7 separate regions of the Mus musculus genome follow, and regions 1, 2, 3, 4, 5 and 6 are each linked to region 7. A link is a contact called in public Hi-C and promoter capture Hi-C data. All regions are on one chromosome and are shown on one strand. The core of a region is the stretch at or near the end of the contact, and the rest is flanking DNA. Distances in the headings are between cores, read along the strand shown. Region 1 holds the start of Rufy1 (RUN and FYVE domain containing 1). Region 2 holds the start of Pdlim4 (PDZ and LIM domain 4). Region 3 holds the start of Canx (calnexin). Region 4 holds the start of P4ha2 (procollagen-proline, 2-oxoglutarate 4-dioxygenase (proline 4-hydroxylase), alpha II polypeptide). Region 5 holds the start of Maml1 (mastermind like transcriptional coactivator 1). Region 6 has its middle 6.1 kb from the start of Hnrnph1. Region 7 holds the start of Skp1 (S-phase kinase-associated protein 1).

Region 1 (2,700 bases), core at 125-2,624, 1.8 Mb before region 7:
ATTTTGTTCTTTAAAATAAAATCTGGGTACTAAAGTCTATTGTATGCACGTGATGCCCCAGGCATTTACAGTCAACACTCACTTTACCTCAGCAACCTGAAGTCTGCATGGTCCATTCACAGTAAGTGACCAGGCCAAGTGAAACGTGGTTATTTATTTATTTGTCTGTTTATTTATTTAGAGGCAGGGGCTCACTGTGTACACCAGGTGGGTCTCAAACTCTCAGAGCTCCACAAGCCTTTACCTCCTAAGTGCGGGTCTTAAAGGCGAGCACCACAACGCCCTTGGCTATCCTTTATATTTTAATTTTAGATATGTTCAGAAACACCAATGGATTATAATTAGCGCAGTTCTGAGCACGTACATTAACATGTGCAGGAAGTATGCACCCGAATCACCAAGCCCAGCTATAAAAAACAAATAATAATTTACTTTTGTTCTTTATTGGTATGCTGAAATTCTAATCTAGATCATAACAGCTGAATTGGATTATTCAACGTAGCTGATTAATTTTTTTTTTAATCCCCGTTTTTATAGACTGGGAAACGCGAGTAGGACAGGTGATGGGAAGTCTTCGTCCCACGGGGGGTGGGGTTGGGGGTTAGTGGCGGGAGAATAAAGGGAACTAAAACCTCCTGACTCTGACTCGCTGCTCTCACCAACTTTGGAATACGCTGTCAACCTCAGCCGCAGGTGCAAACCGGCTGGCTGCCGAGATTGTTAACTGGGGACCAGCACCGGACTTCATTTGTCAAGTATGCAAAATACGAACACTGGTGATTTTCCGTCTAAGCCTCTAATGTAAACCTCCTATTTAAAGTCAATCCGTGATCACGACGCAGCTGCTCTGAGGTTCACAAAGACAAACAAGGTGGGAGGGGAGTCCCGGGCCGCAGTCACCCTGGCCCGGTGGGTGACACCAATTGCAGAGCCCCGTGCCGCGCCGCGCGGCACAGCTCCGCGGAGCAGCTCGTCCGGCCGGTCAGGTTTCCCCAGCCCGGGAGCAGCCCCGGCCCGCGGGACCCCGGCCTACCTGCGCGCTCCCCGCCGCCGCCGCCGTCTCCCAGCCCCGCGGCCGCGCGCAGCGCGCTGCCGCAGCTCGCCGACAGGTTCCCGGTGGCTCTGCGCGCCAGCGTCAGGATGGGCGCCGACCAGCTGTCGGCCACTCGAGGCCGCGACGCACTCCGCAGCTCGCCGGGACTCGGCAGCTGGCTCCGGTCCACGATCTCGAACGCTTCCCCGGACTCTAGGCCTGCTTGGGGCTCAGGCTCCGGCCCCGGCTCGGACTCCGGCTCCCGCTCCGGCTCCGGCTCCGAATCCTGCCCCGCCCGGCGGCATTCTCCGCGGGCGGCCATGTTGTTAGGTCACGTGACCCGCCGCTGCCCTGGACCGACGACCTTAAGCCGCTGCGGCCTTGCTCGCTCTCACCTGGGCTTGCTTTCCTTGTATAGCATTCGGGAAAGTACGATTCCTAACCGTAGGTGATTCCCAGCCCGGAGCACTTGGAAGTTACTTTTGGACTTTCTACTTCCCACCCCGGGAATGCGCCTTATTTTAACGTTTTGCGACACAACTTCCTCTTTTAAACTTTCATTTCACATGCCTTTTCCCCCTTTGAATCAAAATCTCACTGTTGGATTTTTATTTGTTGTTGTTATTGTTGTTTCTTTCCCCCACACAAGGGAGACATTAAAACAGGCCATGTAGCCAAGTGGTGGTGGGACAAGCATTTAATCCCAGCATCAGGGAGGCATAGGCAGGCAATATCGCTGAGGACAGCAGAGTCAACGGAGTGAGTTCCAGGACAGCCAGAGTTACACAGAGAAACCCTGTCTCAACAACGCAGTCCCCATCACCCCCAGTAGGCCACTTGGCAGGGGTGTGCTTAACTACTTTTTTCTGGGGTGTGTGTGTGTGTGTGCGCGCGCGCGTGCGCGCGCGCGCGGCATGGCAGTTCTGGGAATTGTACTTCGTATCTCATACATGCTAATCAAGACCTCTACCACTGAGCTTCACCCAACCCCCAACACACATAACCAACAGGACCGTTGAATTTGTGATCCTCCTGTCTCCATCTCCCAAGTGCTTCTGACCCCACACCATGCTAGGCAGGCACTCTACTAGCAGAACTAGCAGAGCTATGTTCCCAGTCAGAATTTCAGTCTGTAGCTCCGGCTGGCCTAGAACTCAGTAATAGAGCACTGGCCTTGAACTGGTGATCCCCCTGCCTCTGTCAAGTGAGTATGGGGATTTTATGTGTGCCTTACCATGCCAACTCATGTCTAATATTTTCGACTTCATATTTTTCGGCAGCTTTCTTCAGAACAGGCTGTAAAAGGGCTGCCAAAGAAATTAGGACAGATGAGTCAGAGGTGTGTGTGTGGTGGTGGGGCTTTTTCTTTCAAATCAAATGAATCTGAATGACAGCCTAGCAGGCAAGGTCAGCAGTGGTGGTCTGGAAATGAGCTCTGTATTCTGCTATTAATTAAGTTGATAGGAATTGAACCAACCTCATTCCTAAGTGATAAGGAAACGCAGCACACAACGTACCTTGTGATTATTGTCTCTGCTTTCCAACTCTGGCTTGGATAAGTCACCCTACAGATATGTGGTTATTCAGCCTATTTTCTTACTAGGGATAGAAGGGAATTTGGCAAGATGGAGATGCGAATGTCATGAGAATGTAACAATTTGCAAAAA
Region 2 (2,700 bases), core at 108-2,607, 1.8 Mb after region 7:
GCTCTGCCCCCCCCCCCCCACTTCCCACCCCCAGCGGGGATCTCTAGGGAGAACAAGGAGATGAAAGTCACAGGGATGTGCTGAAGGCATACCTCACTTGGCCCCAGGGACCTAGTGGTAAAGACAGATGTTGGAAGCCTCCTAGGACAGCTGGTCCTGCCTGTCACCCAGGCCCCCATATAGAGGATTCCACAATTCCACACCCACCCAGTGACTACCTCTTCCCAAGAACTGAAAAAGAAATCTCGAAAGCTTAGCCCAGCCTTCAGGGCCAGAAGAAGCAGCAAAGTGGTTCTCCAGTCCCCCGACACACTTCCCCAAAGACTCAAGCAGCCTCTGTGGGGTGAAGGGATGTCCACATCTGTCCCCTCCTTCTGGACCCAGAGCCACTAAGGGCAGAGCCTGGGTTCTCTTCTCTTTTGGCTCCAAGGCTGGGGAATCCCTGCCTCAGGCCGGAGCTCCTCCCTGCTCTATCTTCAGACCAACTCCCTCTCCAGGGCTGTGCCCCCTCCTCTTTGCCTCTGCCTTAGATCTAGGAGCAGGGTATGATCCTGGGACCCGTGGGGAACTGGGCTGAGGCTGTCCTGGTCCATGGCTTTGTGTTGGTTTGTAAGGAGGGGGAACCATGCCTCATTGTCTCCCCCTTGCCTGGAAGCTAACAGTCCCTCTTGGTCACTTCCCCCAGAGTGACTGAGGCCAGAGAGGAGAAACTGAAGTTCAGAGTGGGGAAGTGGGTGGACTTCCGAGGACAGCAAGACCCTCCTAAGGCCACCCGGACCTTTAACAGGGGAAGTGGGTTTTCAGTTACTTTGCCCCAAAACTTCAGGCAGGGTTGGATCTGAGGAGTTTCTGGGCCTCTGTAGAGCTGTCCAGACTCCTGGCCCATGTCTGAGGGTTCTTCCCTGGCCCACAGCAACTTCCCCTAAAGAAACTTAGCAGCGGGAAGTTGGTGTATGAACTCTTGGGGATTCTCACCACCAAACGGGGCAGGCAGGCTGTGCGGGAAGCGGGGTGGGACTGTGTTGCCCTGCTGGAACCCCCCTTCACATTATGTGGGTCACCAAGACCAACACTCTGCTTTCAAGCTTTCGACACGTCGAGGATCTGGGTCCTGGGTCTACTACAAGGACAAGGTCTAAGCCCCGGGACTACCCCGCTGCCCCGCGGGGGTCGGACTCACCCGCGAGATGGTGAGGGGAGCACTGAAGTCCCGGCCGCCCACCAGGCGGAAGCCCCAGGGTGAAGGGCCGCGCAGGGTCACCGAGTGGGTCATCGCGGGCCGGAGCTGCAGCCAGAGCTGGAGCCGGACACGGAGGAGTCGCCGCCGCTGTTGCCGCCGCCTGGCCGCCGCGCCCCGCCCCCGGGCTGCCCGCCCCCGATCCCCCCTCCGTTCGTGCCCGCGCCCCGCGCGCACACCGATTGGTCCCGCGGACTCCCGACCCTCCCACTTTGGGGGCTCCGAGGACCCGCCCCTCACTTTCCCAGGCTAAACCCCGCACCCCCCACCCGCTTATTGAAGCCCCCAGAATAGGGTCCGCTTGGATGTCTGAGTTCTGCCTGGCTGAGGAGCCGAGCAGGCTGTGGAAACTCAGACACTAGGCACCGGCCCTTTGAAGTCGCTTTTACGGGCCGGTGCTCTAGCCCGGGGAGGGATGCAGGACTGCGGTGGCTCTGATGGGGGATGGGGCCGTGCCTTGTTCCCAAACCACTTCCACGTTCTGGCGGGCCAACCTGCCTCCCCACCTTTCAGCGCATGGAACCCTCTGAACACCGGCACACTTAGAACCTTGGGCTTGAGAAGCCCTGGACTAGGGACACAGACCCAAGACAGCAGCAGGCCATGGATCTATTTGGTGGGCTACGGGGGGCGTGGGTGCAGTAGAAATAGAAAGGTGCCCAAACTAGTTTGCAAAGGCAAAGCTGATCTCCTAGAGGAGTTGACCTTTTTCTGGCATCTAGAAGCAAGGCGCATGTTTTTTTTTTCCAGGTACCCCACCCCCCACCCTCGGCTTCTTGGGCCTTGTCTTGTTTCCATCTCCCTTCAGGTCATCTTGTCTGCCAGGGGTGTTGTATCTCTTAGCTTTCTGGAAAGGAGAGCAGGCTGGAGCAGTGCCTGTCTCCCAGTGGAGGAGCAGAAGTATTTGGAGCTCGCCCCCACCCCACTCTCCAGGGCTCCTCTCTTCCCCAAGTCTTCACTTCCAACCACTGTGTGCCCGGATGTCCTTTAACAGCTTCTGGAGGTACAATGGTTTGGCCAGACTACTCTCTGGGTACCTCAGTCTGACCACATCAGCCATCAATTGCTTCTCCATACCCAGAGGAGGCAAGATCCTAGTTAGTCAATATTCTTGGCAACCCTGTGTTCTCTCTTACCCTGTTGTGACATGTGACACGTGAGTGACTCGGACTGTGTGTGTGTGATGCTGATGCTCACAGGGTAAGAGATGAGAGGGACCACTGAATCTCCTACATCTGGAAAAGAGAAGAACTGTCAGAGAGCTACAATGTAGGGGTGTCTGTCCTGATGTCTTCCTGGTGACAAAGAGTAGGACAACTTGAGAGGTACCAAGTAGGAGATCCCAGGCCGCTTGAGAGGTACCAAGTAGGAGGTCCCAGGCCGGGATGTCCTCCTGGTAGGGAGGGTGCTGCTATCCCCTCAGGTGGGAGAGGAGTGACATGGATTGAGTGTGTGACACGGAT
Region 3 (2,700 bases), core at 131-2,630, 1.9 Mb before region 7:
CCCCTTTAAAGGGGTGGGAGGGCAAATTATTTTTAAAAAACAGGCAGATTCTTCCATTTCTGAAGGGTAAAGAGACTGTAGCTCAACTTTGCCAAGCTTTTAGTATTCAGTTTGGTTTAACTTCACACAACTAGCAATGCAATCACTAGTGTCATGACCAGCAGTTAATACACAAAGTGTCATCAATGTGTCCTCAGGTCTTGGCACACAGGCCTTCAATATAAACATTAGTGTATCAGTGTAATGACCAAGGCATTCGGATTTCAAGAAGCCAGTTCGATTCCTACCCACTGAACCTTTACTACACATCCAATTTCTCATTCCCATTCCCTCGGAATTCAATACAAGGCCCATCAGTCATTCTGTCTACTCCTGGGGACTGAGCCCTAAAGTAGAAAAAAAAAATCTCCCAAATTCCCACTCCCCCGATTAATTGCAGTTAGGTGCTTGAACCAGGACTTTTAACCCAAACGGTCTAGTGCTCAGTTACAATCCCAACTGGATGACTAGAACTACCTGTATGACCTTGGGCCAGTCATTTCAAACTTCTAGGCCTCAGTTTCCTCCCCTCACTAACTGAACTTTCGCTTGTATCTCCTGCTCTTAAGGTCCTGTGAACACCCACACTGGATTACTATCTATCCACCACCGAATAGGCAGGTGCTTTAATAGTTAAGCCTTAAGTTTCTCAAGCGGTACACGTTCTAGTACATTCTACTCCCTCATCAGGATGCTATGGTCCAGTCTTCCCTTTGGGCAAGTTATTTTCTAATCTGTAACGCTTATCTCTGGATTTACTTCACCTTTCCCTGCTATTTGGGCTACCTACTAGGCCGAATTCTAATACCACACCTGTACCGGATTACTCAGCCCACCTCTGGGTGGGCCTGGCCAGGGCCTAAGAAAGCTCTAGAAGCAAAGCCGTAGGAAGTTGTTAGCTTTCTCAGAGGTCAAGGGAAACCCCAGGACACCTGCCACGCCTCCCGACCCCGGCGGCGCTGCCCAGGCTAGCCTCTCTAACCCGGCCGCTCTCCTCACTGCCCTGCGCGTCCGCCCAGGCCTGCGCCATTCGAAAGCCCGCCCGACCCCTCAGTCGTCGAGCCTACAGCCACGCCCGACCCCCTCCGCCACGGCGCCGCTCGCCCAGTCCCCCAAGGCTCGTCCCGGGCCTGAGATCCCCGCACACGCTTCCCGTCTCACCTCGAGCCTCCCGGGGACCACTGGCGGCTCCCTCACCTTCTCCCACCCGCACACCCGGCCCCGTGCTGCAGTGGAGACAGCGGCAGAGGCGGCCCGACCGTCACGTGCCGCAGAACTAAGAGGCCTCGGCTACGGCCGCCGCGCGAGCGAGCCCCACCGCACGAAGCCCAACCCCGCGTCCGCCCCTCGTTCCTGAGTGGCTAAAACGAACGTCAGATCCCGCCCCTTTGCGCAAGATCTAAGAATTTATTGGTAGATACAGCCATCGCTCGAAGCGCCTTCCCATACGCCCCCTAGGGCTATTCTTCGTGGAGCGTGGTGATTGGTCAATAGCGAGGCAGGAAGTGGTTGCTGATTGGGTATGAAGGAGGAAGGCGGGCCGTCACCAAACGGGCGGGCGCGCGCCGCGGAGGGCGGACGGATCTGGCACGCGTTCTCGCGTGGGTCGCCCTAGTCCCTCAGGGCGGGTGTGTTGGACATCCAGAAGACGGCTTTCCGACCCATTGAGTTAGGAACTCTGTCCCAACCCCGCCTGGGACCTATGGCCTTCATCACAAATGGTGAGAGGTCGGGCGGTGTGCTTGCGCAGTGAGTGAAATCCCTCTGGGTAGCAGACACCGCCTTTCCTGCGGAGTCATCGCCCTGAGCTCAGGAGCCTGAGACCTCTTTACCTAACAAAACACTACCTAGATTCACAATCAAGCCACATGGAGTCACTTTCCCATGTGCCCGTGCTGTTTCCTGATTTTAGTCGTTAAAATCAGACATACCTAAGCGACAGAGTTGAGGAAAAGGGTGATGCCATGTGCAGATTTAAAATAGCCTTTTCATAACCCACTCGTTTTTCAATATGCTGATAACGCTGTAAGATTGAAGTGGCTAAGGATTTGGCTAGATCCTTGAGAATCCTGATCGCCTCGGGTTGTATTTGGTGACCCAAAGCTTTGAATAATGTGGAAAGAAACAGCAGGTTTTTCTACATGTGAAACGAGCTTTGTTCCTGCCACCCCAAGAGAAAGGCAGTAAGGATTTGATGTTTGGGTCAATTTAGTAACCGCCAATTCTCTCTCCCTAATTTTAAAGAAGAGAAATTGCTTTCCTTATTTGCCTTATAAAGAGCATGTTCAAAATGAAAATTTGAAGCCAGCTTGGCACAGGCAGTACACATAATTTAAAAAAAAATTCTAAATTTACTTAGGTTGAGTTCTGGCTTGTGTTACCCAAGATGGCCTTGAATTTAAGAAAGCCAAAAAATCGACTTCTGCAGAGAGGTGTTAAAATATGTCAGTACTGAAGGAGTAGAGGAGTTGAGGCAGAACTTTTCTGTCTAAACTGACAAAGACTTGAACTGGACCTCATAGATATGCAAATTTTCTGTAGGTGGAGTTGGAAGGAAGTTCTTGAGATGAGAAAATTGTACAGAAGAGCAAAAAAGTGACTCTCAGGTATTTGGGGGATCCATATACTAAAAATGTTTTGGGAGCAATGGAGATGGCTCAG
Region 4 (2,700 bases), core at 111-2,610, 1.9 Mb after region 7:
GGAGTGTGGGGTTGTGTGGGGGTGTGGGGACATCCTCTTGGAGACAGGGGACAAGAAATGGGATGAGGAACTGTTGGCGGTGAGAATGGATGGGGGATAACAACTGGACTGTAAAAAAAAAAAAGATTAAAGATAATTTAAAAAAAAATAAAAAAGAGCATACACCATGTAAGGGTGATTTAACAACGGTAAAGCAATAAACATAATACAGTAACTGTTGGGGGCTGTTGTGGAGCTAGAAGGTCTGAGAGATAGGCCAAGAAGATGGACTTTGCTTGCTTGGTTGGCCAAGGAGAGATGCACAGTGGGTGGTAGAGTGGGGTGAGGGTTATGTTTCCATAGCCATGGATTGAAGGTATTTATAGGCCAATGGGAAAGATCCTGTGGAGAGGGGGAGGAGGAGGAGGAGGAGGAGGAGGAGGAGGAGGAGGAGGAGGAGGAGGAGGAGGAGGACCACTCCGGACAGAGAAGTGGGCGGGCATGGGGAGGATCTGAGGATCTGGGCAAACTGTACTTTCTGTGGCATAGCAGATGCAGAAAGGTTTGTGCATGGTTTCAACTGGGCTCTTGGCTGGTAGCTGCCACAGACACGGACAAGTGGCCAGGTAGTATTTTCTGAGTTGTTTCTGTGTGTCTGTCTTTCCTAGTCTGGGCCGTCTGCCTGGTCCATGCCATTATAGGGAAATCCACACCAAACTCCAGGCACAGTCCCACAGGCCGGGCATCTCCGTTCTGGGCTCTGCTCCCTGATGAGATTCTCAGACTGCTTCCCCTCATTCATGGAGAAGCAAGCTTACAGGGCAGGCGTGGGAACCTGCTCAGCTGCCAGAGCATCCTTCAGTTCAGATCGAGGTCGGTTGCTTCCCTGTCTTCTTGACTGTGTGTGTCTCAGACAGAGCTGGTTGAGGTGTCCAATCTCATTGGCCTGTGTTATAAGCCATAGGTTGGCCCTAGGATGAGATGCTCCAGGCTACGCCAACTTCTCACATTTACAGAAGAGCCGAAGCCTGGCTAGCCTGAGCCCCTCAGAGAAGCAGTTAGGCTTTGGAGATGGGTCATCTGGAGAGATGAGGTGCGCTGACATCTCAGACCCTTGTCTTTTCCCTCCCTCCACTCCCCTCCCAGGATACTCAATTCCCGATCTTAGTGACGCCAGCCTCCTGCAATTTGCCGGTGGTAATGGATGTGGGGGTGGTGGGACCACAGAGGGCTGGAGCAGGCTGGGATGGGGGCGCCGCCCCTGGTGCCGGTCCCACGCGGCGCAAGGAGGTGTGCATCGCATACGTGCAGCGCGTGGCGGCTCGGGCCTTCCCGAAGGCTCCAGTGGCTCGGAGCCAGGCCCGGGCGGGCCCGGGGGGCGGGAGGTGGGGACGTGGCGGAGGCTCAAGCGGGCGGAGACTGTGACGAGGGCGGAGCCGAGAGCGCCGGGGCGACGCCGCGGGAGGTTCTGGAAACGCCGGCTTCTGCGCGTGTTCAGGTGAGCGCGGGTCCGCAGGGTCGTCGCCGGGCTGGGCTCGGGTCCCGGTGGCCGGGCGGTGCGTTCTGCTCTGCGCGGAGCCGGGAGCTGGATCCGGGGTCCCTCAGCCCCGTGCCCCGCGTCCGGCGCCCTGATTCTGCACCCGCCTGGGTTCCTGTCCCGCCCGCGTCCCTTCCCAGGGTTAGGGCGGTGAGGTCAGCGGTGCCCTTCCTGCCGGTACTGTTAGGCCGGGCCGGACAGGACACTTGGCGGGCTCCCGGGAAGGGGCGACCTGACCCCGGGGTCGCCCCCCGATCTAAGGCGGAGGCGCCCGCCTGGCCCCGAAGGCGGCGCTGCTTAGGATGAGGAAGACCCCTGGCTCCCAACCCTGGCAAGGACCAGCTTGGTCGCTGCCAGTTTTATGGGCTCTTAAATCAGAAACTCTCCTCCTATCTGTCAGAAGACATCCTTGTCGAACCTCTGATGTTTTCCCTGAGCAGTTTCAGAGACCGGTGGCGATTGGCTGACTGATTCAACAAATAGAGCATTCTCTGTGCCTGGAGACTTTCAAGGACTGAGGCAGGCAGAAGGGAAGACTCAGAAAGTTCAGGTCCAGAGCATCAGCAAGGTAAGTACTGAGTTAGTGTGGAGTTTGGGCTGTGTGGACTTGGTAGATGTCTGGATGCTTCCGGGCAGGAGACATGGGCTGGGGTGGGAGGCTCCGGTAAACTGGATTGGTCACTTAGGAACCTGGACTGAGGAATCACCCTGAGTGGCCGCAAGCTTGGGCCAGTATCACGTCTGTGGTACAGTAGTGGAATCAAGGTAACGGAAAAGGGCCGCTTTAGGGAATAGCTGTCCAAGGGCCCCACCCACAAGCAGTGAGAGATCTGCATGAGGAAAGTCCACTGAGCCCTTGCAAGGTGAGCATGGGTCTGGGTACTTCTGTCGCAGGATTTTACTGGGAAGTACAGGTGGGTCTTCCTGTCATCTGTATTCTAATGTGTCATTTACTATGCTGAAGGAGATCATTGAATTGCCCCCTACAGCAACTCTGCTGTGCTCTCAACGCGCTAAGGAGTCTCAGTACAAGAGAATCATTGGGGAAAGGCCTCCAGCCAACTCACTCCATCCTTGCGACGTGGCTTCCCTGACTGGGCCACACAGTGGATCCTTACCCTGAAGAATGACACTTTAAGGATTTTGCTTCTTAATGCAGGCCATCTCGTTACTGACACCTTATC
Region 5 (2,700 bases), core at 103-2,602, 1.9 Mb before region 7:
TTTCAGGGAGGCAAAACTTCTAACCAATAAATCTCGGGATTAGCTACTAAAAACCAAAGGGCACAGCTGACCAACAAGTAACGTCATTTCCCCCGTTCAACAACTATTAATATTATCAGAGGTTTTTAACAGGCTTAGTAGGTTAATTTTGGAACTGTCAATAATATAGCAGGAATCAGGCGTTCACAAATTCCAAAGTTCCCTTTTGCGGGGGTTGGGGGAAAACGAATGCCTTTTAAGCAACTCCGTTTACCGAAGCTTCCAAAGACTTTTCAATTTTCCATTCCGAAACCGCGGGATACTGTCAACTGAAGGGAGACTTATTTCCATATTAAAGCCCTAACTAACCTCCACGAAGCAAAGATCCAATCAACATCTGCAGACTAAGCGAGGCCAGGCCTACGGTGCAAGAACGCCCTACATCCTAGGCAACTCCAACGCGGGTCTGCTCCAAGACGAAGTTCTCATCAATTGGAAATTAAGTTTAGGAGAAAAGCCTACCAGCAACTAACCTCCTGCTTTTCCAGCCCCGATTTCACTCAAGTCCTCAAGGGGACGTTTTCCCAAAGTACACCGCAGTGCCACTTCTGGAAGATGACAAGCGCCCTGCCATGTTAGCCACCTCCCAGGACCCAGACTAAGAAATGGGGGCGCTCGGGAAAGTTTCCCCAAGGCCCGATCCGCGCCGGAAGAGGCGTTTTCGGGAGTGAGTATTGCTGTGGCAGGCGCCAGCCTTACTCACCGCGACCGGGCGGCCGTGCTCCGGGCCGTCCGCTGCGTCCAGGCGCGCGGCCGCCGGGGCCGAGGCGGGGGCCGGAGCGGCAACCGGGGCCGTGGCGGCGGCCGGCGGCTGCCGGTGCTTGCCGGCGCGCTTGGCCTTGGCCTGGATGCAGCGCTGGTGCAGGGCAAAGGTGTGCTGGCGCTCGAGCTCCAGGCGCTCGGGAGACACAGCCTCGTAGCGGGCCTCACAGGTGCTGTGGTGGCGCCGGCACAGTTCGATGCGCCGGCGGAGGCGCTCCATGACCGCGCTGTGCCGCGGCAGCGCGAACTCCGCCATGGGGCAGGTGGGTAGCACCATGGGCCGCGGGCGGCACTGGCCGGGCCCGGGCCTCCCGGCGCCGGCTGCCACTTCGGGTTCCTCCGCTTCTGACGGCCCGGATCCGCCTCACGCCCGCGCCATGTCCGGCCGGGCTGTGGAGCGGGCTCGGGCGCGGCGGCGGGTCTTCCTCCGGCCCCGCTCGGCCCGATTCCAGGCCGGGGAACACCGCCCGCCTCAGGCTTCGGCCTGTCCGCTATACCCCTGCCCCATTGTTTTCCGCGCCGCTGCCGCCGCCATCTTAAAATTGTTTTCGGGGCTTTCGGAAGAGGGCGGGGCCTGGGCCGGCGAACTCTGCGTCACTGCTGATGGACCGAAGCTCTAGCCAATCAAAGGAAACCCGCTGCCCGAGGGCGTGGGGGACAAGCACGTCAGGAATTTTCGGGTATTTAAACTGAACACTCTGGCGAGGAGGGAAGCCCGAGGCGGGCTCAGTGCGGGAGAGTGAACTGTGACTGACGGGAACCTATCCAAGAAGAGCCACGTTTTCTGAACACCGCCCCCTGAAAGCAGTCCCTTCCGGGTTCGTGAGGAACGCGGGTTAAGTCTGAGTGAGGTGGAAGCCTTAAGACCCAGATGTCCAAAGCTGTCTATCTTTTTAGTCCACCCACACTATTTCGAGGTCAGCCATTTCCGACCTCATTCTTTACATACAGCCACGTAATTGATCAGAATTGTTTTGAGCTTGAGCGACCTAGTAGAGATAGTTATCACTGACTGGTACTGTGAGCAATAGCTCATTACTTGGAGGGGTGAGGGTGGGAAAGAGCCTCAATACTGGGGACTGGAGTTATTTAGATCTACAGGGGCATACACTTAAAAACCGACTGATATATAAAATTGAGTCACTCAAAATCCAATCCAAAGCACTGGGTTCCAGTGATGCCACTAGCAAGCAAGTGAGCGAAGGTAAAAAGCCAGGAAAGGACCAAAAAATGTTCTGGATGGTTACTGACACCCAAACTGCCATAGGAGATGCTGGGAGGCTTTGCAATAGAAGACCTCACGAGCCACTCAAACATGTCACCCTTTAACCTCTTACTAGAGTTCATTAAAGTTTTATTTTTAAAATCACAAAGAAAAAAAGCTAACAGCCAAGTGTTTTTATACACATGGAGTTAAAATAAGAAAAAGGAATTCTAAGTTTTTGGTGGCGGGAGTGGCAAAGATAAGTGAGCACTGCTTCTTCCCAGTGCCAAGCATTACAATCAGCACTCAAGTGAAACCAGCAGCTTTTGTATGCAGTGATGAAGGACTGAACCCAGGACCTCATGAGTACGCTGCAGCTGTCTTCACATACACACTAGAAGAGGGCATCGGATCCCATTACTGATGATTATGAGCCACCATGTGGTTGCTGGGAATTCAGGACCTCTGGCAGAGCAGTGGGGTACTTAGCTGCTGAGCCAACTCTCCAGCCCACCATTAAACTGTAGTGTCAGGTACCCCAGATTGCCCTCAAATATATTGTCTGAGGCTGGCCTGCCTCTGCTTCTGATCACACCATTACGCCCAGTTAGAAGTGCAAGGTTATCTTCAAAACTCTATAGTGTATGGATTCAGGACGCAACCTAAAACACAAAATATCCTGGGCATGACTTCCA
Region 6 (2,700 bases), core at 75-2,574, 1.9 Mb before region 7:
ATTTTTTAAAATAGAAGGGTTTCCCCGGGCATGGTGGCGCACGCCTTTAATCTCAGCACTCAGAAGGCAGAGAGAGGCAGGCAGATTTCTGAGTTCGAGGCCAGCCTGGTCTACAGAGTGAGTTCCAGGACAGCCAGGGCTACACAGAGAAACCCTGTCCCAAAAAAACCAAAAACCAAAAACCAAAAAACCCAAAACAAACAAATAGAATGGTTTCTGGGTAACAAGCCCTTAACCCTAGCTCAGGAGGCAGAGGTAGAAGGATCTCTGTAATTTTCAGGCCAGTCAGAAGAGAAACATGCTGAGACCTAGTCTCAAAAAAACAAAAACAAGAGGGCAGGAGAGATGGCTCCAGGATTCAGAGCACAGAAGGCTCTTCCAGGGGACCCAGGTTCCATTCCTAGCCCCCACAAGGCTGCTCATAACTGTCTGTAGCTCCTAGGGGATCCAATGCCCTCTTCTGGCTTCCGTGGGCACCAGGCACAGATGTAGGCAAAGCACTCATACACATAAATTAAAACGATTGTTTAAAAATACACGAAGGACCCAGCACTCCGGAGGCAGAGGCAGGCGGATTTCTGAATTCGAGGCCAGCCTGGTCTACAAAGTGAGCTCCAGGGCAGCCAGGGCTACACGGAGAAACCCTGTCTCGAAAAATCAACAAAACAAAACAAAACAAAACAAAACAAAACAAAAAACCACGAAGGAAAGGGAAGGGTTAAAAACGGGCCTGGGAATGTCGAGGAGTGTGTTGCCTGGCATTCATGAAGGCCTGGGCTAGTCAGCAGTAGTGGACAAAACTGGCCGGGTGTATGAAACAGGCAGGATCAACTGTGGGGCTCAGGGTCCTCCTCAGCTACCCGGGAGCCATGACGGCCTTGTGTGCCACATGACCCCACAGAACAAACTGCTAAAAATGGCTTTGTGTTATGTATATTTTATCCCTTTTAAAATATTCTTTTAAAGAATATTAGCCCTCAGTACATTTTATACACAGCTTGAGACTTAATTGCAGGGAGTGACCTTGGCTGAGGCGTTAGGAAGCCAGGACCACTTTCCACAAGATTCAAAATCTGTTAGTTGGGCTAGGGGTGCAGCTTAGAGCATCTGCCTAAGCTGGCAAGGCTCTAGAGGGGTGTCATTGCTAATACTCCCCCCACCCCACACACCCCCCAAAAAAAACCAAAACAAAGAAAAACATACAAAAGCCAAATAATTCGAAACAAAGACTTTTTTTTTTTTTCTTTTAAAGGAAGACGCCGAGTGAACTGAAGAGGGCGCAAAACCGCAGACCTTGACGGTAGCGGGCGAGGATCAGGGCCGGAGCTGTGAGATGTCTTCCCACACCGATTCTCATTGACCAGTTTAAAATGGTTGCCAGCCATCGCCTGGCATTGGGAGGGAGAACTATTCCATTTAGACCAAGGGGGTGGCAGGGCGAGCCCCACGGGAACCCACCTTGCTCTCCCGCTGCTCTTCCTAGGTCACGGAAGCTTTGAGAAACTGTCATCTGAGCAGACCCTGCGGGGGAAGGAGGGAGCTTCAAGCCCTGGTGCTGCTGCTCCTTTAATATTTTAGCCTTGCTGGGGATAGAATCCGTGACAAGCTAGGTAAACGCTCTCCCACTGAACTGAACCCTCGGTTCCCTTTCCACTCAGTGTTCTGATAATCCTTACAACTCTGAATTTTAAAATCCTATAATCCATCCATCCATCCATCCATCCATCCAATTTTTTTTTTTTTTTAATTATTTTCAGTGCACTGGTGTTTGCCTGTATGTAGGCAGGTCTATTGAGTCCCCTGGAGCTGGAGTTGACAATTGTGAGCTGCCATGTGGGTGCTGGGAATTAAAGCCAGATCCTCTGGGCAGTGCCCTTCATCTCTAAGTCATTTCTCTAGCCCCCAATTTTTTTTGTTTGTTTGTTTTTGAGACAGAGTCTCTCCATGTCCCCATGAAACTACAGAACTCCCTCTTAGGATCAGGCTGGTCTCAAACTTGTGGTCCTCCTGCCTCTGCCTCCAGAGTGCTACTAGGACTATTTGCTAAAAATTTAGATCCATAAGTAACTGAGCGTTCAGCATTATGGCAGTTACAAATACTGAGAAGAACAAGAGAAATCCGTTTGTGTCCCCACTATGGAAGGATAGTCTATGAGAACACTTTAGGCTACTTGCTCAGGTATCTGTTTCCATGTATGTGTGCAATTCTGTGTATTTCAGGAACCTGAGTACTACACCCACTTTTCTTCAGGTTTCCGCAATTCCTGCTGCTGAGCCTGAGGGCACACACCTTTAATCCTAGCACTCTAGCTCAAGCAAAGAATTTTTAAAATATATCTTCATGTAATTAATAGCATCAAAATGTACTAAACATACATTCTGAGAACCTTTGGCTTCTCTACTTTCTTTTTTTTTTTCTCCTCAGAGACAGGATTTCTCTGTTGCCCTGACTGTCCTAGAACTCACTTTGTAAACCAGCTGGCCTTGAACTCACAGAAATCCCCCCACCCCCACCCCGTCTTTCAACTGCTGGCATTAAATTCCTGTGTGATCATACCCTGCTTTGAAGCTTTTCATACATTAAAACAAGTTTTAATTATGTGTCTGCCCCTGTGTGTACCCTGGAACCACAGTGATGGCCACCTAACATAGGTGCTAGAACTTGAACTCAGGTCCCCTAGAGGAACAGATGTTCTTAAC
Region 7 (2,700 bases), core at 68-2,567:
CGTGGTGCCAGGAATACCAATCATGTGCTCACTGGTTAGGTGAGCCTGGCGCCTTGGTGGGGCTAGTGATGCTCCCTAGACACAGCAGGGCAGGGCAGGGCAGGGCAGGCAATTGCCCTCTTCCTGGCTGGGCTGAGGCCAGATGGGTGCTTTCAGGCCTCTCCCTTTACTTCAAAGCTGTTTCATTCTAGCGACCTTATCACAGCCTTCTTTGAGCCGCCTGTACAGCATAGCCTGTTCAGGTTGAGCCTGACTGTCCCCGTTCATTGCTGGATGGATCCCCAGCACTGGCCTCACAGATTGGCCTAGAGCATGGTTACCCAAAGAATGTAACCTCCATGCTACATTCACATTGACTCTCTCCAGGCTTGGCGCTTCACTCCAACAATGGCTATTTGGGGGCCTGGAAGCCTCTTCAAAGTTCAAAGGTAGGAAATAAAGGTGAAGATTAGCCAACAGGGTGGTCCTAGCCTCGAATCTCCAAGCTGGCTATTGGGAGGCAGACAGATCTGAGTTTAAATAGCGAGCTCCAAGCCTTATATAGTAAGACCCTGTCTCAAAACAAAACAACAAGAGTTTCAGGCAAGTATATATGTGGTGAAAATGCCTGTGACCCCAGCGCAGGTGGAAGGAGATCATGAATTTTAGACCAACCTGGTCAACATACTGAATTTACAGCTACTCTGTGCCAAACAGGGTCCCGTCTTAAAATGCAAAGAAAATAAAACTTTAAAAATCAAATAAGCAGGTGTACCATGTCAGGAGTATTTAAGAATTCTAAGCCGCCTAGGTTAAAGAAACACCTTTGTCTCAACATGGCATACATGTATATATATATATATATTTAATTCAGTATCAGTAGAGAAGGTTCAACTCCTGAACCCCTGGTCAGCAAACTCAATTCTATTTCCTTAGGTTATTAGGAGAGTAACGGTGGTCAGGCTGAGGCGACTCCTTTAAGGAAAACACACACCCACAACCGGTTTTGCGGTTTGTTGTTTCCAGGCTTTTCCAGGACTGGGGTCTTTCAAGCCGTTTAAGACAGCCCATGCCTGAAAGACCCTTCGGGTCGAGATGGTTTCCCAGCCGGTGCCGGAGTCCGCTTTGAAGGAGAGCATGGCGCTGTTTAGGCCAGCGGAGTAAGGAGGACGTCCCTCTCTTGCCCAGCCACCCCTCCACCCGCCGCCGCTCAGCACCTCTCCAGGAGACCTCTGCGGCGCTCAGGGTCTGCCGCCTGTGTTTCGACTGCCGTCAGGCGATCTCAACGGCCAGCCCGGCCGGCTGTGTGACGTCACGGGCTCGGGGTCCTCGGCGCCTGCGTCCCGCTGCTATAAAAGGCGACGCCGCGCGGCGCCGCTCGAGTGGCCTTGTTCTCGATACTTCGTTGTGGTTGTGAACTCTGTCCGGCAGCCTCGGGCCTGCGGTCTTGAGACGGAGCACCGTGAGTAGCAACCCGCGAGCCGGACACGTTCCTCGAGGGAGGGGCTGGGTGGGAGCCTCGCGTTGGCTGTGGAGTGCACGAGGCGGCGAGGCGACCTGGCCTCGTATCCTGAGGCGCCGTGCGGCCCGTTGCAGACCCCCGGACCGCGGGAGGCACGAGGAGGCCGAGTCAGGCCTTCAAGGGTCTCCCATCCTTTCGGCGCTCGCTCAGGGAAGAGAGTCGAGCCCTGTGGCAGGCCTGCCGCTTTGCAGGCGACGTCAGTCGGCCCCAAACGCGACTGGAAGGCCCAGGCTTCGTACCGGGCCTGCCTTAGCGACAGGCTTGCTGCTCCGCGCTCCAGGCCGGGTGGGCAGCGAGGCTTTGAGTAGGGGTCCTGGGCCGTTCCAGGTGGTGGCTGTCGTTGCCATTTGATTCTTGGCTCCCTCCCTTTTCTCCTGTATCTGGCGTCAATTAGCTCCTTATTGGTCTCACCTTTTTAACCACCGAATATGCAGGTAACAGACTCCCAATGTTTCTTTGCGTTTTGTCACGTTCTGCAGTCTCTGAACTTGTTACTGTAATAGACACTGTCGTCTGAGGTGTGTGGCATTTGACGCTAAAACCTGAGGTGTTTGGGTTTTTTAAGGGATAGTGCTAAAACCTGCCTTCTGGTTCACTTTTTCACGGAGTCCTCAGGTTTGGAGACTCAGTTTTTCAGCAGAATGTTACAGTAGACTGTATTGTGGCATAGAACAATGCAGTCTCTTCCGTCCTGCAGTGTAGTAACAAGTGTCAGAATTTCGAGTCACTTAAAACAGGTTTGTTTTTAAAGTCTGGTATACTAGAATTCTCATGCTAGACTTGGATGATTAATTTCCAAGTCTAGGAGCTTAGAGAACTGAAGAAGGGTTTTTTGAAAGCATATCAAATCGAAACCTCATACATTATTACTTAAAAATTTTGCACTTAATTCCAACACAACAACAAAAGTGAAGTCTAGGATTACAGAGTGCGTTGAATTACAGATTAACCGATTGCCTCCCTGTCATTTAATAAGATCCTGGCTCCCTTGCAAGTAACCTAATACCTAAATTTGACTATGACTAAGCACATCTTTATTTATTGTGAATTATTTCAAGGAAATACGGGGTGGTCTTTTAAAATAATTTTATCAACTACATAGACTTGTTCTGGAATGCTCATTGTAGTACTAGAGATCATAAAAAGAACACAGTGTCTTGCTATTAAAAACTGGCCTATTTTAACTTTTATTGTTGCCT

Evidence for each region. Promoter capture Hi-C pulls out the DNA fragments that hold promoters and counts their contacts. A called contact is a pair of places that touch in the nucleus more often than the background predicts.
Region 1: a contact with region 7 is called in a Hi-C map of B cells, with 5 read pairs. The contact joins the promoter of Rufy1 here to the promoter of Skp1 in region 7. A contact is called at or near these places in 1 of 39 promoter capture datasets (pre-B cells) and 1 of 484 Hi-C or Micro-C datasets (B cells).
Region 2: a promoter capture Hi-C map of embryonic stem cells shows a contact between it and region 7, with 13 times the contacts expected there. The contact joins the promoter of Pdlim4 here to the promoter of Skp1 in region 7. A contact is called at or near these places in 2 of 39 promoter capture datasets (embryonic stem cells and hippocampal neurons).
Region 3: a contact with region 7 is called in a promoter capture Hi-C map of pre-B cells, with 3 times the contacts expected there. The contact joins the promoter of Canx here to the promoter of Skp1 in region 7.
Region 4: a promoter capture Hi-C map of second pharyngeal arch cranial neural crest shows a contact between it and region 7. The contact joins the promoter of P4ha2 here to the promoter of Skp1 in region 7. A contact is called at or near these places in 4 of 39 promoter capture datasets (the 3T3-L1 cell line, hippocampal neurons, liver and 1 more).
Region 5: a promoter capture Hi-C map of pre-B cells shows a contact between it and region 7, with 4 times the contacts expected there. The contact joins the promoter of Maml1 here to the promoter of Skp1 in region 7. A contact is called at or near these places in 4 of 39 promoter capture datasets (the C10 cell line, hippocampal neurons, liver and 1 more) and 1 of 115 datasets of contacts at active chromatin or transcription factors (astrocytes).
Region 6: a promoter capture Hi-C map of pre-B cells shows a contact between it and region 7, with 4 times the contacts expected there. The contact joins the enhancer-like site here to the promoter of Skp1 in region 7. A contact is called at or near these places in 3 of 39 promoter capture datasets (liver and pre-B cells) and 1 of 9 other capture datasets (adipose tissue).

Annotation. Positions count from the first base shown.
Region 1 is chr11:50,429,751-50,432,450 of GRCm38.p6, forward strand. It overlaps Rufy1 (RUN and FYVE domain containing 1), which reads right to left and starts at 1,375. Exons shown (of 18, transcript NM_172557.3): 1 at 1,034-1,375. The coding sequence starts at 1,355.
Region 2 is chr11:54,067,660-54,070,359 of GRCm38.p6, forward strand. It overlaps Pdlim4 (PDZ and LIM domain 4), which reads right to left and starts at 1,358. Exons shown (of 7, transcript NM_019417.3): 1 at 1,181-1,358. The coding sequence starts at 1,273.
Region 3 is chr11:50,324,293-50,326,992 of GRCm38.p6, forward strand. Canx (calnexin) reads right to left here and starts at 1,381. Exons shown (of 15, transcript NM_007597.3): 1 at 1,201-1,381. It overlaps Gm46280 (a long non-coding RNA gene), which reads left to right and starts at 1,460. Exons shown (of 2, transcript XR_001780205.2): 1 at 1,460-1,760; 2 at 2,581-2,700.
Region 4 is chr11:54,099,564-54,102,263 of GRCm38.p6, forward strand. P4ha2 (procollagen-proline, 2-oxoglutarate 4-dioxygenase (proline 4-hydroxylase), alpha II polypeptide) reads left to right here and starts at 1,361. Exons shown (of 16, transcript NM_001136076.2): 1 at 1,361-1,477; 2 at 1,957-2,084.
Region 5 is chr11:50,290,984-50,293,683 of GRCm38.p6, forward strand. Maml1 (mastermind like transcriptional coactivator 1) reads right to left here and starts at 1,353. Exons shown (of 5, transcript NM_175334.3): 1 at 743-1,353. The coding sequence starts at 1,078.
Region 6 is chr11:50,370,212-50,372,911 of GRCm38.p6, forward strand. No RefSeq gene overlaps it. Among named protein-coding and RNA genes, the nearest start is that of Hnrnph1, 6.1 kb to the right of the region's middle. Within about 2 kb of position 1,325, at least 159 of the 459 cell types and tissues checked have an H3K27ac peak or open chromatin away from gene starts, as enhancers often do. A contact at or near this core is called in adipose tissue, liver and pre-B cells, where this site is marked.
Region 7 is chr11:52,230,678-52,233,377 of GRCm38.p6, forward strand. It overlaps Skp1 (S-phase kinase-associated protein 1), which reads left to right and starts at 1,318. Exons shown (of 6, transcript NM_011543.4): 1 at 1,318-1,441.